Regions from separate parts of the Mus musculus genome. Here region 2 is linked to region 1. The links are chromatin contacts, called in public HiChIP or PLAC-seq maps. All regions are on one chromosome and are shown on one strand. The core of a region is the stretch at or near the end of the contact, and the rest is flanking DNA. Distances in the headings are between cores, read along the strand shown.

Region 1 (7,782 bases), core at 1,686-4,185:
CCTAACTTACACTTCCTTGGTCAAATGGGGAATGAGCAGGAAGAGGAGAGAAAATCTGAGTGTCAAAGCTAGGCAGCCAGGATTCCTAAGTGAGTTTCCTGAGACCTAGCTCTCTTGACTGCTGGACTCTTATTAGCACAGGGAGGGGAGGGGTTAGGGAGCTAGGAAGATGTCTACAGCGCACAGGATTGGGCTACAGTGACCAGGGCACAGCCCACATTGCCAGGTATCTTGCAGGAGACAGAAATAAGGAAGCAATACGATTAGGACAAAAATGAAATATCTGGTGGTGGAAGAGATGGCTCGGCAGTAAGAGCCCTGGCTGCTCTTCTAGAGGACCTGGTACAATTCCCAGCACCCACATCTAGGCTAACAACTGTCAGGAACTCCAGTTCAAAGAGATTTAGAACTCTCCAGCTGGCACCAGGTACCCACGTGGTGCACAGACACACATGCAGGCAAAACAGCCATACACATAAAATACAAATAAATGAAAAATTGAAAACAAAACCACCACAGAGTAACAGCCAAAGAAAGCAATCAAACCTTCAACATCTCCTGAAGATTTTACTACTCACCTCCCCAGGAGCCAGCAAGGGGCAGATTTTACCTCTTTGTGACTTGCTTTGGGGGCATGGGAAGGGTATCTAGGGGTCAGGGGAAATAAGAGAAAAAGGAACCCGTTGTTTAGGGAAGGACTCTTAACTCTCAAAGAGTGAAAACACATTCACGCATGTGGGTGGTGCACATATGCAAAGTATTAAACTTTATCAACAACTGGTTATACGGATTTGGAATTGTACTTATTATTTTTTAAATATAATTTCTGTTTTGGTGTATTTATTGATCTAGTTTCTAAGGGGTTCCTTTCCAGGTCCTATGAGACTCTTCATCTTTTTAAATAAATCCAAAGGAAAAACAAGCAAGCAAGCAAACTAACAGACAGACTTGTAAGGGCCCTCAGTGGACAGGGAAGTAGAAGGCAAGTCTGTACTGAAGCTGTCTCTTTGCCCAGACAAATGGGGGCGTGGCCTGCCAAGAACTCTTGGGAACAAAACTTCAGAAGTCTCTGGGATGAGAGGGGATGGGATGGGTGGGCTGGAGAAGGGTAGGAATACAGAAGCTGGGACCAGAGGGAATCAGGAAGTGGGGATCTGGGGGTGTTAAGGCTGCTAAGGACTAAGCTGAGCTGGAGAGGTCTGAGAACCCCCAATCCGGCAAGGGGTGGACTGGCTGGGCGTTAGACTCAGGCAATCATACAGGCGCTGTCAATCTGACAGCGCCCAGAGACCTAGGGGTGGAGGAGGAGGAAGGAGGAAAGGAGAGAGGGAGTGCGAGGAAGGGGCGTCTCCTCTGTCGTCCGCGCCCTCTCCAGTGTATTGGGCGGTGCCTCGTCACCTTTTTTTTTTTTTTTTGTCCCGGTCCCACCCCTTCTGCCTCTCTAGCCCGGCCCCTGCGCCTCTGCTCTGCACCCTAGAGCGGATCCCCGCGTTGGTCTGGCCTGGGCCGTTGACGTCACCACCAAGTTTGCTGTCCTTCGCGTCCCACGTGTGGCGGTAGCGGCTGAGGAGGCTGCGGGGAGAGCCCAAGAGCACAGTGGCAGCGGTGGCTGACAGGTCCCGCACAGCGGGGCCCCTCCAAGCTGTTCCCAGCTGGGGCCCCAGAGGAGTGGGTAGACTTCCGGAGCGCTCAAGAGGCCAGAAGGCTTGAGTCCCATTCGGATAGAGGGACTAGGGGGACTTTGCTTGCTCGGTTGCTGAGACGAGCTGAGCCAGGACTCAGGGCACGCTCCTGGGCGGGCCAGGAGAGCAGAAGCTGGAAAAAGGGTCACTCGTTCTAACCGGAGCGTACACAATTCTTCGGCCCGAGAGTCCTGCGCCCGCTCCACGGGGGACTGAGCCAAGGATGTGTTATCGCTGAGCCAAGTTCCGCACCGCTCAGGACCCTGCTGAGCCGAGCACCTTCGCCACTGCCGCCGCAGAGACTCCCTTGCCGGGCGACTCTCGGAGACCCAGGGCGCGGAGCTCTGCGCAGCTAGGCTCAGGACTCGGGCGCGTTTCAGACCCAAGACCATGGTTTCTTAAGCACGGCCCCGCACCCCTTTCCTCCTCGTCGCCCGAAGCCCAGGACCCCAAGAAGGGCTCGCAGTGCTTGGTCCCTAGTTCCAGCCCCTGCTGCCGCCCAGCGGGGCAGCTCTCAGGCACGCAGGGCGGCTCAGGCGATGCGGCCGCGGGGCAGCACGCTGGCTGGCAGCGGGGATGGCGGAGCTCCCAGCACAGTCGTGGCCTAGCATGGCCCGCTCGCCGTCCGAGGTCGCCTCTGGCTAGGATGGCCCCCTCGGGTCCCACCGGCGCCCAGCCCAGCCCGGCGGAGCCACTGTCGCGCAGCATCTTCAGGAAGTTCTTGCTGATGCTCTGCTCGCTACTCACTTCCCTCTACGTCTTCTACTGCCTGGCGGAGCGCTGCCCACCCGGCTCGGGCCCCGTCGCGGGGGTCCCGGGGCGCGGCGTCCCTGCAGGACCCAGGGAACTGGCGATGTGGCCCGCGGGAGCGCCAAGGAAGCGCCTCCTGCAGCTGAGGCAACGGAGGAGGCGCGGGCGGTCGGGGCCAGGAGACAGCAGCGACCAGGAGGAGCAGAGCCCTGGGCTGGCCGCCGCACCAGGAGGCTCCGGGGCGGGAAGCAGCGTGGCCGAGGCCCAGCCGGGGACCCTGGCCTTACTTCTGGACGAGGGCAGCAAGCAGCTGCCGCAGGCCATCATCATCGGCGTGAAGAAGGGCGGCACGCGGGCGCTGCTGGAGTTCCTGCGCGTGCACCCCGACGTGCGTGCCGTGGGTGCTGAGCCCCACTTTTTTGACCGCAGCTACCACAAGGGCCTCGCCTGGTACCGGTGAGCGCGGGGACCCCCATGGGTACTTCTGAGCGCTGGCTGTGCAGAGGGGGAGACTAGGAAGGGATGGCAAAGGGGGAGCAGTAGCTGTTCCCATCTTGGGCTCCCGTTCTTCTCCCTTGGGGAGGGGCAGATGGAGAGAGGAATGGAGATCTTGATTTTAATTGTCAGGGCTCCCCAGTTCCCCAAACATCTTATTCCTTGAAATCGCCCTAGTAATTAGATAAAGGAAAAGAAAAGGAAAGAGGAGAGTTTCCTTTTAAGTTAGAAAACTGTTCCTCATTACTGGGCTTACCAAGGGAAGCCTATGTCTATTCCTTTATCTTTGGGGTAATTCCCTGTGGTTAACATGGGTCTTTGCTCCGGTATTTATTTGCCTTGACCCTTTGCCAGATAGTTGTCCAAGGTGGTAAGTCATATAGAAACTTAGTAAAAGTGTCAAGAGTCCCTGTAGTTTGGATAATCTATGCCTCATCACGTGCCAGCAACGACTAACTGGGTTTTAAAGAACACTTTGTTGGTAATACTATCAGCCTGACAGAAATTTTTCTAAAGATCTCCTAACTATTATCTTTACAAATAAGATAGTTAATTTTAAAGGGGGGGGGGAAATCATGGGAAAATGCGCTGGATACAATTTAGGAAGTAAATGTTATTTACAGGATAAGCTGATTTGCCAGTGTCAAATTCAGATCACCTATAATATCAGAGTTAGCCAAACTCTAATAAATTCTAGCGTGGCCTGGATTTGGTTTGTGGTAAAAAATACTGATTTATTTTCCCCTCTCCTCCAAGTTCAAGGACAAAATTCATATGGTTAGAATTTTCTCATTTTTATAAAGTTCAGCCTGTTCATAAAATATTCATTCTCATTATAACTGAAACAATATTAGAAAAGTTATGACACAGTTGAGGTACACGTGGAAGGAACCATTCATAAAATACAGACAGACATGATGTGACGAGTTTATTCACTTGTAGAGTCAAGAACATGTTCAGATTGATTTCGGGAGCTGAATTTATAGTTTAGTCCTAAAAAAATAATAATCAAATTCAAACATTAAACACTTCTAAAAACAGTAACTTCCCAGTCATTGGAAAGAAAAACAATCAGCTTTCCCCTGATATAGCATATATATCATTTAAAATCATCAGCCACTTAAATATACTCCCTCCCCCATGCTTCTGTCATTTATGCCCTATCCTCTGGGAAGTTCTTATGCAGTGACCTGTTGAGTCTGGACAACAGGTCCTTCTTCTGGACACAAAGGCTGTTCTGTGCTATTCCCCAAGGACACAAGAATGAAGTGATTAAAGACCCCTAAAACTCTTATCTAGAGCCGCTCGCATTGAATGTGGCCTCATACAGTGCAGGGAGAGACCCATTTCAAGCCATCAGTCTGAGACATACAGGCCGGCCCTGGGCTCTGAGGTACAATTAAATATAGTGAAACATTTAGTACTAATCCCCTTCATTTTTGCTTTGCCCTACTAAACTTTATTTTCACAAGATGGGATTGCTTCTTCTTACTCCAGTAACGTCTGTTTGAGGGCATGGTATATCTACAGACCTGGATCTGATTTTCTGTGGAACTTTCTGAAATCATGTAAAAGCAAGAAGGTTTTGAGGTAACTCGAAACACAACTACTTTAAAAAAAAAAGTATGGAAAAAAAAAAAAGAAAAAGAAAAAGTCATAAACTTTAAGGCCGCCCTGTCCTTTACTATGAAGAAAATCTCCTTGGATTGTTTATCCAGTAGAGGAGTTTTATAAAGCAATTTATGGTGGTTACAAAAATAACTGCACAGTAGGCTTCATGGTTTGGTGAATTTAATTTTCCAAGTGTCGGAACAATGTCTTTGTTTTAACATTCACAGTGGAGTGGGTTTTTTTTTTTTTTATTGAATGCATAAATTTAAGCTCACTGAATTATATGAGAAACTCTTATTTAAGAGGACCCAACCTGTGGAGCCTGGATTATGGGATTATTTAATGAAAATTTCCCCACGGGTTCTTTTCATCTTGACTCTGAACTTGGAGTTTGATGTTTGTGAGAAGGACTGAAGACTGAAGTCTCTATGTGAGAAAACCCCACACAGGCTGTCTTGAAGCTGCTGTTCATTTTGGCTACTTATATTTACCTAATATTCAGAAGAAGGGTCTGGTTAGACTGTTGTAAGTTGTCCCAAATTTGCAATATAGAATTTCTATGCATACTTAAGACCACACACACACACACACACACACACACACACACACACACACACGCAGGGGCAGGGGCAGGGGCAGGGGCAGGAAAAAACAACAACAAAACCAAACTTTTTATTTGCACCCTGAAGAAAGTTAGAGAAGAGAAAAATATAGGTGATACTTTTGATGCTTAGTGATATGGGGAGTCAAAACATGTCTAGTCTGTCTGTCTGTCTGTCTGTCTGTCTGTCTCTCTCCTTCTTTGTCACTATTTGTCCTAACAGTTTGCGGTGGGAGTGCCCCCTACTGTCCTCACAAAAGGAGAAAGCTTTCGCTTTAAGGAAGTTTGAAGAAATCTCTTCGAGAGGGAGTTTGAGAGTTAGAAATTTCTGTTGCTGAGGTGTTTCTTTATTTCCACCATCAAGATGAAAATAGAAATGTAAGCTGTGTTTCCAGAGTAGAGTATAAATCCATCTTTGAAAAAAAATTATAGTAAAATGAAAATGAATTTGTTACTCAAAATCTCTAGACAGGATATTATTCTTATTGATTTAAAGTGTTTTAATGTTCCTACCAAACACCCTAAAAATGTTTCTGTGTGGGGACTTATATATATAACAACTCAGCACACTCCAGTAGAAGTATTTGGGTATGAAACTCCTCCTTGTTGAATTTGAAAAGCATCCCCCATGACTTAATGGAGCAGAGAGTATTAATACGACAAATGTCTATGGCTTGTGTGTCATGGGATAGTACTCATTCCAAGTGAACAATATCCACTGCTATTGCACGAGTGGTATGACTATAAAAGGGAGTGTACATCCTTTTCCTTTCTTCAAAATGTAAACATCTTTACTGGAAGTCAAGACTGGATCTCTCTACTGTAGTTCCAGGGCAGGTGAGCTTTGAACTGAATGAAAAGGGCCCGCTCCCCGTTTGTCTATTACATCAGTACCAACTAAAAGGTATTCTATTTTCCTTACAGAGACAAAGGATACATATTTGTAAAGTATTTAAATAAACTACACACGAACATGTGTATGTTCACATATATACACTCCTTTTGGTATCTTTGGGGCCATTTGTCCCATCCCCCTGCATGTATCACACTTTGCAGATGCTCCAGTCTCTCCTATAAAATAGTACAATATTCACACATAACTGAAAGCATCCTCCTCTGCACTTTAAATCATGTATGCATTATTTATAATGTGTGATAGGACATAAATGTTATGTAAAGAGCTCCTACAGTATTGTCAAAGGAATAATAGCAGAAAAAGTCAGGACATATTCAGCACAGATGCAATTTTTTTTTCTGTAAGTTTCATGCAGTTGGCTGAGCCTCTGGGTATACAACCTATAGATACAGAGGGCCTGCTGTGCATCTGTCTGTCTTCTATCTATTTATACATCCACACATGCACACAAGCACACATGCGCATAAGTGGCTCCTTGAATACTCTATGCCTTTATTTGGACCATATTTAGAAGCATTTACTATGTTGTCTTTAGTACTACCATGTCCCATATCTTAATTCCCATCATTAGCAAGACTGGACCATTTCGGTCAAGAATATCACATTATCACATACAGAAATGATGAACAAGTACTTAGTGTGAAGACTTGAAGCTCCTAACTTCATCAAAATATGAAACATTTTGACCTTACAACATCATAGATCATGGCCTTCTTTTTCAAGGCCACTGGAGCGATGACTTGAACAAAGGCACTTCTGGTTTCTGGGAGAGCGCTGCATCTCGTGGCAGCTGGGAACAGCTGCACAGCACCTCCAGGAGCCAATCCTACCCTCTGGGCCACCATCCCTTTCTTTCACAAAGAGTTTGAAACTTAAGCTAAAGGAGGTGCAGATCCTGGCCACCCATGCAAGGTCATATGGAGTGAAGTCCAGAGACAATGAATGTCCTTGAGTAAGCAAAGAACCAGGGCCAAGAGGACTCTGAGCCTAGGGAGTCCACGTGTGTAGAGAAAAAGGGAGGCATTTCCTCCATGACTATAATTCCCAGGAGCTCTGAGTGACTAGACACTTCCCACCTGCTCTCATTGTCTGGAATTCTGGGCTTTCTCCCCCATAGATATCATTGGCAACTTAATCAGCTGTGCATGTGTGTGTGTGTGTGTGTGTGTGTGTGTGTGTGTGCTATACATGTATGTGTGTGTGGAAGTAGAAATACAATAGAAGGGGGAGGGATGGCATTTGTATGAAGAACTTCATTAAATGGTTGGGGAATATCTAAGAAATGCTGGTTATAGAAGAATTGCAATACCTCTTGCAAAACCTCAGGTCTGCACTTCCTTGTGTGTACGTCCCCTTATGATCTGAGGGTCAGAGCATGCAGATACACTTTGTGTGTGAACGTGAAGACAATCTCTGGGTGGAAATCCTCCCACAGCGTTATGATCTCCTGCTCCCCGTCCCCCTTTTAACAGAAAACACGCTGGCCCAAATATTTGTCTCACATAAATAAACTGGTTGATTGGCCAGGGAAGAATAAGCGCCAAGTCTGTATTTTAGAGGGGTCATGGGAATAAAGTCAGCCTGTGCAATTAATGACAACAGGGGCTAACCTTACATAGACCAGATGTTCACATCATGAAGAGTGTTGGTCACAAAGCAAACAACCGTCCTTGATATAAACAACCATAAGAAGTGGTTGTCTCTCTATGGGACACATTTAAGCAAAT
Region 2 (7,782 bases), core at 1,434-3,933, 440 kb before region 1:
CTTACACTCAGCTGTAGATCTGATGGCCGCACACTTGGATGGCCACACTCTGTTGGATGGCCACACACTATTGGCTTTCAGCAGCACCAGGCTTGCAGCTTCTCCAGCTCAGGACAGATCTCCTCAGGCTGCAGCTGGTTTCCAAGTTCTTCCAGCTTCTGAAGATCTTGAGCCAAGTTTTGTGCTGCTCTCTGTCAGGTCACCTGGTGCATCGGTGGCAGCTGCTTGCACGAGTCCAGATGGTCCAGGTTTGTCCTCGTTGGTCGATATGTTTCAGACCCCACATTGCTCCCCTCCTCCTCTGCTTTCTTGATCATGGCTTTGTTTATGGACCCCGCACCATGCACAAGCAAACAGCCTTACCTGACCTGCTCAGGGCTTAGGTTGCAGAAAAGCTGATCCCTTATGTTTCTCACTGTGGGTCTGACACTGTGACCAAGCTATCACTGACATGGGTTTCTGTACTTACTTTTACCATGGCTACCACTGAAAGTGCTTGACTTGGAACTGAAGAGGTGATTTAGCAGTTAAGTGCATGTACTGCTCTTGCCTCCACTGCACCTAATATCAGGTGGCTCACAATGCCATACATTTAATTAAAATTTGTTTTAAAGGGCTTTTCATTACCTATTAATCCAAGGGGCAGACTTTTTGAGCTGTGAATATAAAATTCTTATCATTAAAGAGACACAGTATAATACTATGCAGATGAGTCTTCATTGACCATTCCATGAGCCATCAGTGCAAGCAATGCTTATAGATAGGCATGGACTGCTATAATCAGTAAAAAGTGATGTATAATCTGTAAGTATTATCAATCATCCGCCCATCAGAATCCACATTCTGTACTGAATTAGCTGCAGTCTCATGTTACAAGAGTCTGTTGTAAATGTTCACATCACCACCTTATCCCAATTTTCAAATACATTTTTTTTGGGCATTTGAAATGACTTTTTCTTTCTGGCCTGAAATATGTGTTTCATTTTCACTCCATGGGACTAATGAGGATTTCAGTCACAAGCTATGCTATGCTGCTATCTATCAGGTACCACTCTTAATACAGCACAGAGACTGGTGCTAAATACTTTTTAGGGCTTGAGCTCTGTCATGGGTGTGCACACATGTGCTTGCTCATTATGCAGGCATTTTCATGAATTAGTTCATCCAGATAGGAATGATGAAATGGTTTCTGTACTCCTGGGGGGGGGGGGTTAGCCATCCAAAAAATAGTGACCAGGGCTAGAAAGCAACAGAATGGTGGCAGCGCTGGACTCCACGAGGGCCTCAATTTTTCAAAAGCAACATCTGGGCAGAAATTCCATGCTAACTAAGCTTGTGGGTTGATTTTAGTGACGGTACAGCACCCCTTCCGCACACCAAGGGATCAGAGTTCCTGCTGCTTGATTCTGTTTCCCATGCATTTTATAGAGTGTCTTTCAGTTAGCTCATTGCTCTGGTTTAGATATTTAAACCGCATTTCCAAAACACAGAGCAGAGTATGTTCAGAGAAAGTTCATGCGTGTTAGCAGTTAGACTGCAGACCTTACATGTAGCGGCCGTTTGTTGCCTACTCATGTTTCCCTGTGGTGTATATATATATATATATATATATATATATATATATATATATATATATATTATGCTTTCATGGCTTTAACTATTTCTGAAGCACAACTTGAATTCTTGCAATGTGTTGAATATAAAAGACAAATATGATATGAACCCTCAGAATGTACAGTTTCCTTGACACTCAAGGAAGATTGGTTTCAAGATGCTACGGATATTTGTGTCCCATAAATGGAATGGGAAGTAAGGCATGCAGAGTACTGTCACACTTCCACACGCTGTATGTCACCGCCAGGCTCCTTGCTTCACCTACGACAAAGTGAATGCTGTGAAGTGGCTGCTGAACTGCAGCAGAGTACAAGGAAGAGCATGCTGACTCAGCACAGACACGTCCTGTAGCCAAACACTCCTGACTTGGAGGATTAAATTTATGGGCCATGCAATAAAAAATAAAACAAAGAGGATGAATTAACTGTACCCAGGAGAGTTCAGAGCACACTGAGAGCGACAGGCTGGAGAGAGGTGGACAGCTCACAGGTCTCTCTTGGGCCTAAGCTGCTCTTCTAACAGAAGGTTCTGCTCAGGGTTTGAGTGGCCACAGGACCAGTAACCCCACTTCACTTCTACGGTCCCCTAAGAACCTATCTCATCTAAACTGGGCCAGCTGAGACTCCTTCCCTGGGACAGTACAAGGCAGCAGGGAAATGTGACCAGCTTCTTTTACTGACGATGGCCACAGAATAACACGCAGAGGAAATAAAAAGGGAGGCGAGACCAATGCTAGGGAGCAGTGATCCGGAAGGCCTTCACCTTTCCTTCTTCAGTTCAGTTGAAAGCTTCACAGGTACTGCACTGTCCTGGGAGCACAAGGAAGGAGAATTTCCAAACACTGGAGCAATGAATACCTCATTTTCCCCCTCAGCAAACAATATATTTTTTGTCTAGGTTAAAATTTCAAAAGAGCTTTTCCTCTCAGTCTGTTTTTGTAAAAATCCACCAATCGTTTGGCCATTTTTCATTTTGAACTTTTGCTTCCTTCCTCGGGCTCACAGCCTTGTCACACCCTCAGCTACAGGCTCCCTGCCCTCCAGCAACTCCAAGATCAGCTGTGTGTTTACACTCCTAGAGTGAGGAGCATTGGAAACAAAAGTCAGCCTAGCCCAGAGGACAGGGCCTTGCGAGCTCTTACACCTTGTACCACTTGCAGAGTCACCTTCACATGACCTCAGCCATCACTGCTCTGGCTCCTTCTGGGTCTTGGGTCTGCTTTGTCTATTCCTGCATATACACTCGCTCCAGGAAGCAGGCAGTTGGCTCCAGTGTTCCCTGCCTCCTAACCCAGTATCTCATGCAGGAAGCTGAGTCCCTGCTAGTCTTGAGAGAAATGTTCAGAATCAACAGGCCCTGGGACTGTCCTGAAAGCACAGGGAGGGAGGTGCTGGTGGGGACATTGTGACACACTGCTCCAACTCAAACTGCAAGTGCTAATTTCTATACATTGAAGAAAAAGTCCACGCTCAGAAGAAACTATGAAGGTGCTAGGCAGATGGGTACCTCAATGCCACTTACAATGACTATAAGTTGTGTTAGGGAAAATATCCAACTAGGTAACAAGATATATCCTTTCTCCACCCCCTTCTCCCCGCCCCCCCCCCGCCCCCCTCCCCCACAGTGTGAGAGCAACATTCCTCCAAAGGCCCCGCAGAAAGACACACCCTGCAGTTCAGGGCTTGTTGCTCCATCCATCCCCTGGAAAGCTGTCAGTGTGTGTTTGTCATTCCCGTCCAGCTCACAGCTCCTAACAGCTCGATAGTATCTCCATCAATCTCCAACCAGATTAAAAGGGATATTTAAAAAAAATAAAAAGCTCAGAGAGGGGCTCTAGCAGGACCCACATATCATTTCTTCTTACAAATCAGTTAAGATGCCCAGGCAGCTGTCACTTTTCCCTTGTTACCCATGTCCTACTGGTCTACCTCCAATAAACAAACTACGACTCATTCTCATTGAGATTTTTTTTTCCCCATGAGGCATGTGAAATAGCAAATGCAGGCAGTCTGGCATCCATCAAAAGTGGTTTTCATGCATATGGAGACTGGGCAATGTTCTTTGAAGAGGTCACACAGGCCACCTCTCATGAAGGCTTTGTCCTCAAAAGAAAAAAATAAAAAAGGCTCAAAACATTAGTAACCTAGTCCTTATTAAAGTCAAGTGCTGCATCCTAGAGTAAAAGAAACCCCAGCCCTGCCTAGCTCCCAGAGCCTCTACCGTAAAGTGACCTTCTGTTCCTGCCAGGGGAATCTCAATTTGTAAACACTGCTTTCTCACAAAAGATGGAAGGAAAATGAAATATTTATAATACCTGCTCTGAGTAGTGAGGGAGGGTGATTTATTATTCTTATCTTCCCGATTTTTCAGTGTCTATAAAGACCATGCATTTTCTAGTTAGGGAAAAACCAAAAGTAAGGCCAAGCCAGGTGTGTCTCTGGTACACACCTTTAACTACAGCCTTGAAGAAGAAATCAGGGAGATGGCCTGTTAGAGCCTACCCTGACTGCATGACCAAACTGATACAACACCTAGATAGCCACTCTCTAAGTTAACTGAATAAAATAATTACTAAACTCATCCAAACAAAACCAGTATTAAGGGAACCCTAACCAATCATAATCTGTTCTTCCCACAGAGTCACATCGGAAGACAAAATGCTAATCTCAAATAGGTCACACACAGTCACTATCACATAACCAGAATACTCCATGGGCTCAGCCCTCCTAGTCACTAGCTACTTTTCTACCATCTCCCTCGACCTGCTGACCTCCTTCCTTTCACTTTGTATACAGCAGTCAGTGATCTTTCTAGGAGCTAAGCTGGCCATGTTCTTTTCCAGAATAAAGCATGGGCAGCAGCACCCAGGGAATGACGTGAACATTCCAACTTGGCGAGCAAAGCTCTCCTAGCCGTCCATGCTCCTGGACTCTTCTGCTGTCTACCCCTCTCTATACGGCCCTTTCTAAGCAATGCGCCAGTTCTTCGGAGGCAGGCTTTCAGCAGTGTACACGTCATGCTGCCCCTGTGGGGCCCTGCTAACTCACGTCAGGGCTGACTAGGCTCCTCTAGAGTCCATGTTTGGAGCCATGCCTGTACAGAAGCACTGTACTGTAAATGCTGCCGGGTGAGGTATCACCGTTCTCAGAACATGCTTGCCAAGGCCCACTAGGTCCTCACCACTCCTCACCACCAACCCCACTACCCCGCCATTCAGCTCCAGTGCCCCAGCCTCAGGCCATTCTCAAGCAACTGTTGCTTTTCTCCTTCCTCCACCTTCAATGTTGGTAACTAACTCTGTTACCGAGCACCGGCTCCCTCTAACAGGACACAAACTCCTTTTCCTACTCCCAACCAGGCACCAAGAGTAGCCTCTTCCCCTAATGCTTGGCTGGTGTCCTGCAGGAGCTGGAACTCCTGTCTCCTAGCTTCCAGGAAACTCAGTGCTCCAGTGCTCCTCTCAGCAGATTCAGCTTGTATCTCTCAGTGATGGATTCCTCTCCTGGACATCTGAACAAGCCCAGCGCTCCCCAGGCAACCCTTCCTCTTAGCTCCACACCCCTTCCAAGAGCATTATCTACTTCAACACAAGGTGAACTGGAGAGTGAGAGGATGAGTTGAGTTTTCAACGTCCATGCTTCCTCAATGTGGAGTCCAGAGTGAGTGGAGTCTTCTAAAACCTCTAAGAAGGCTCTAAGGAATCTCATTCAAACAGCTGCCAAAGGCTAGAATTCCCTCAGAATCTATTCTTAAAATAGTGAGTTCTAAAAGCTGTTCTGAAAAGTAAATAAATGCACCCAAAGTTACTGGCATCAGCAGATCCTGCAAAACCAAACAAAACCCCTCAACTTTAAAAGACTGGGAAAATGACCAATTAGTACTACTACAGTTGTGGCTCACTATAGACATAAATCTGGTTAATAAATAAAATCCTTGTAGAGCTCTCTATCTACAACTGAAACGCTATAGAGGCATCTTATGGAATGCAACAATATTAAAGAATACAAGATTGAAGATTAAACAACAGAACAACATCTTGACTCTCAATTGGCTCTCTAAAATGCAAAAGATTTAAATGTCATTGATAAATAAAGGAAAGCTATATCACAAGCTGTGCAATGAAATGCGCCAACCTGCACAGGGTCGAACGCTGCTGTAATACACATCTGGTCACAGTGGGTGGGGGTGGGGGTTAGAGAAATCATTAAGCAATCTGAGAACTCCCAAACAAAGACACTGTAAAATTCTGTACTATAAAGCAAAGGAAACACTTAATCCCTCAGGAGCTGCAGTATGTATTTCAACTGGGTTATCCCTTCCCGTGAAAGGACACAGCGATACACCAAAACCTGGGGTGACACTGGATCTCCACTGTGCACATGTGGCACAAAGCCAGTATGCCTCGCTCTCCTGGCACCTGTTGTCTAATCATCTGTGAGAGATTATTCCAGGCAGCAGAAGAGGAGGGGCAGAAGGAGGAAGGGGAGGGGCAGAAGGAGGGAAGAATGCAAGCCTTTCTTATCAGCAAACACAGTGCTACACACACTGACCTTTAAAATGGTAGTTATATTTGCTTTCTATGAACTGCCCCAAACATTACAGTGTATCTTTAAACTTTAGACCCCATGAACCTATAGAGGGAAATGACCTGGTTATTATGAGACATTGTATTCTTCATGCCCTTGAGATGCTGTCTTGGGGCAATCACAGCACATTTCAACCTCCACAAAACATCAATACTACAAAATGTGTTTTCTTGTGAATCTTAATACAAAACTATAATATAGCAAGCAGAAGCAAGAAACATTCCCTTGAAATAATAAATAACAACAGAATAACACTCACATTAAATGAGAAAAGTACGAAGCTATTTCTGCACATGTGGGTGGCAGAAGGCGGTCACTGATGGGGATATTCCTACCAGGTTTTAACAACTGTCCTGTGCCCTGTATTCTCCCTGTTCCACTTTCACTCTGCTGACTGAAACTGCCCTCACTGTAGCTGGTAAGCTGAGTATGTGTACAAGTAGACCGCCCATGTGTGAGAAGTGGGTAGCAGTTCCTACTGAAAGATGTGGGAAGGCTGGAAATTCCTACCGAAGGGTAAGCCGTTTGTCATGCAGGATGGGTAGGAATGCTGGGTAACTGCCCAGAACCCTCAGAATTTAAGCCTTTTATAGGCTTTTCTCTCAGAAGCCACAGAAAATCACTTATTGAGTACTGCTGTTCTAGAGAACACCACATATATTTCCCACCTCACCATGGGGCCTGAGGACAGCAACATGGCCAACCAACCCATGCAGGGGAAATCGGAATCAACACTAAATATCTCCAAGTCTCCTGCTAACAGAAAATGGAGAAAAAAAAATTTTTTTCCTGGTATGTGAATAAATACAAGATATTAGGTGTTGCTAAGAAAGATGAAGCCATGATAAGGACAAAGTTTGAAATCAGGACCAACAGCGGTGGCGCAGCCTTTGATCCCAGCACTCAAGAAGAAGGTGTATCTCTGAATTCTAGGTCAGCCTGGTCTACAAAGTGAGTTCCAGGACAGCCAGAGCTACACAGAAAAAGTATCTTTAAAAACTGAAAACAAAACAAAATCAAACAACCCCAAAGCAAAGCAAACAACAACAAAAACCAAGATAAAATTCACAATTAGTTTTACAGTGACTCTTTAACTTTAACAACCAACCAACCAACCAAACTAACTAGCCAACTAACTAGCCAACTAACTGATTGGTATAGTAGGAGTTTATTCTTAATTTTCTGCTAAATAAAAATTTAAAAATCCGATACATTTTTAAGGTTTATTAGTTTTGTATGTGTATGGATGCGTTGCCCACATATGTGTAGCTGCCCACAGAGGGCAGAAGAGGGCGTCAGATCCCGGGGAACTGGAGTTAGAGCCAACTGTAGGGCCGGGAACTGAACCCACGTCCTCTTCACTACTCATTACCTTTCCAGGTCCCAGGCTAACTTGTTAAAACACCCACAAAGTAACTGATGTGTGACAACAGTTTTTATTAGTGTGACTCAGGAGAGCTTAAATGGGTTCCATTTGGTCATCAAATCCCAATATTAAGAGAATCACAAGCTTCATATATCTATGTCACTTATCTGACATAATTCTTTTTGTTTATTGGATATTTTCTTTTTTTTTTAAAGA

What was found. HiChIP or PLAC-seq counts read pairs in DNA pulled down with a chosen protein or histone mark.
Region 2: a contact with region 1 is called in an H3K4me3 HiChIP or PLAC-seq map of embryonic stem cells, with 7 times the contacts expected there. The contact joins the enhancer-like site here to the promoter of F930015N05Rik in region 1. A contact is called at or near these places in 6 of 39 promoter capture datasets (cranial neural crest, frontonasal cranial neural crest, hippocampal neurons and 3 more), 3 of 484 Hi-C or Micro-C datasets (CD4 T cells, embryonic stem cells and gonadal supporting cells), 8 of 115 datasets of contacts at active chromatin or transcription factors (craniofacial prominence, embryonic basal ganglia, embryonic forebrain and 5 more) and 2 of 9 other capture datasets (adipose tissue and embryonic stem cells).

Annotation. Positions count from the first base shown.
Region 1 is chr11:64,433,739-64,441,520 of GRCm38.p6, forward strand. It overlaps F930015N05Rik (RIKEN cDNA F930015N05 gene), which reads right to left and starts at 2,936. Exons shown (of 1, transcript NR_028445.1): 1 at 1-2,936. It overlaps Hs3st3a1 (heparan sulfate (glucosamine) 3-O-sulfotransferase 3A1), which reads left to right and starts at 1,594. Exons shown (of 2, transcript NM_178870.5): 1 at 1,594-2,888. The coding sequence starts at 2,329.
Region 2 is chr11:63,997,663-64,005,444 of GRCm38.p6, forward strand. All of the region lies in intron 4 of Cox10 (heme A:farnesyltransferase cytochrome c oxidase assembly factor 10), which reads right to left. Among named protein-coding and RNA genes, the nearest start is that of Gm51866, 31 kb to the right of the region's middle. Within about 2 kb of position 2,684, at least 27 of the 459 cell types and tissues checked have an H3K27ac peak or open chromatin away from gene starts, as enhancers often do. A contact at or near this core is called in adipose tissue and embryonic stem cells, where this site is marked.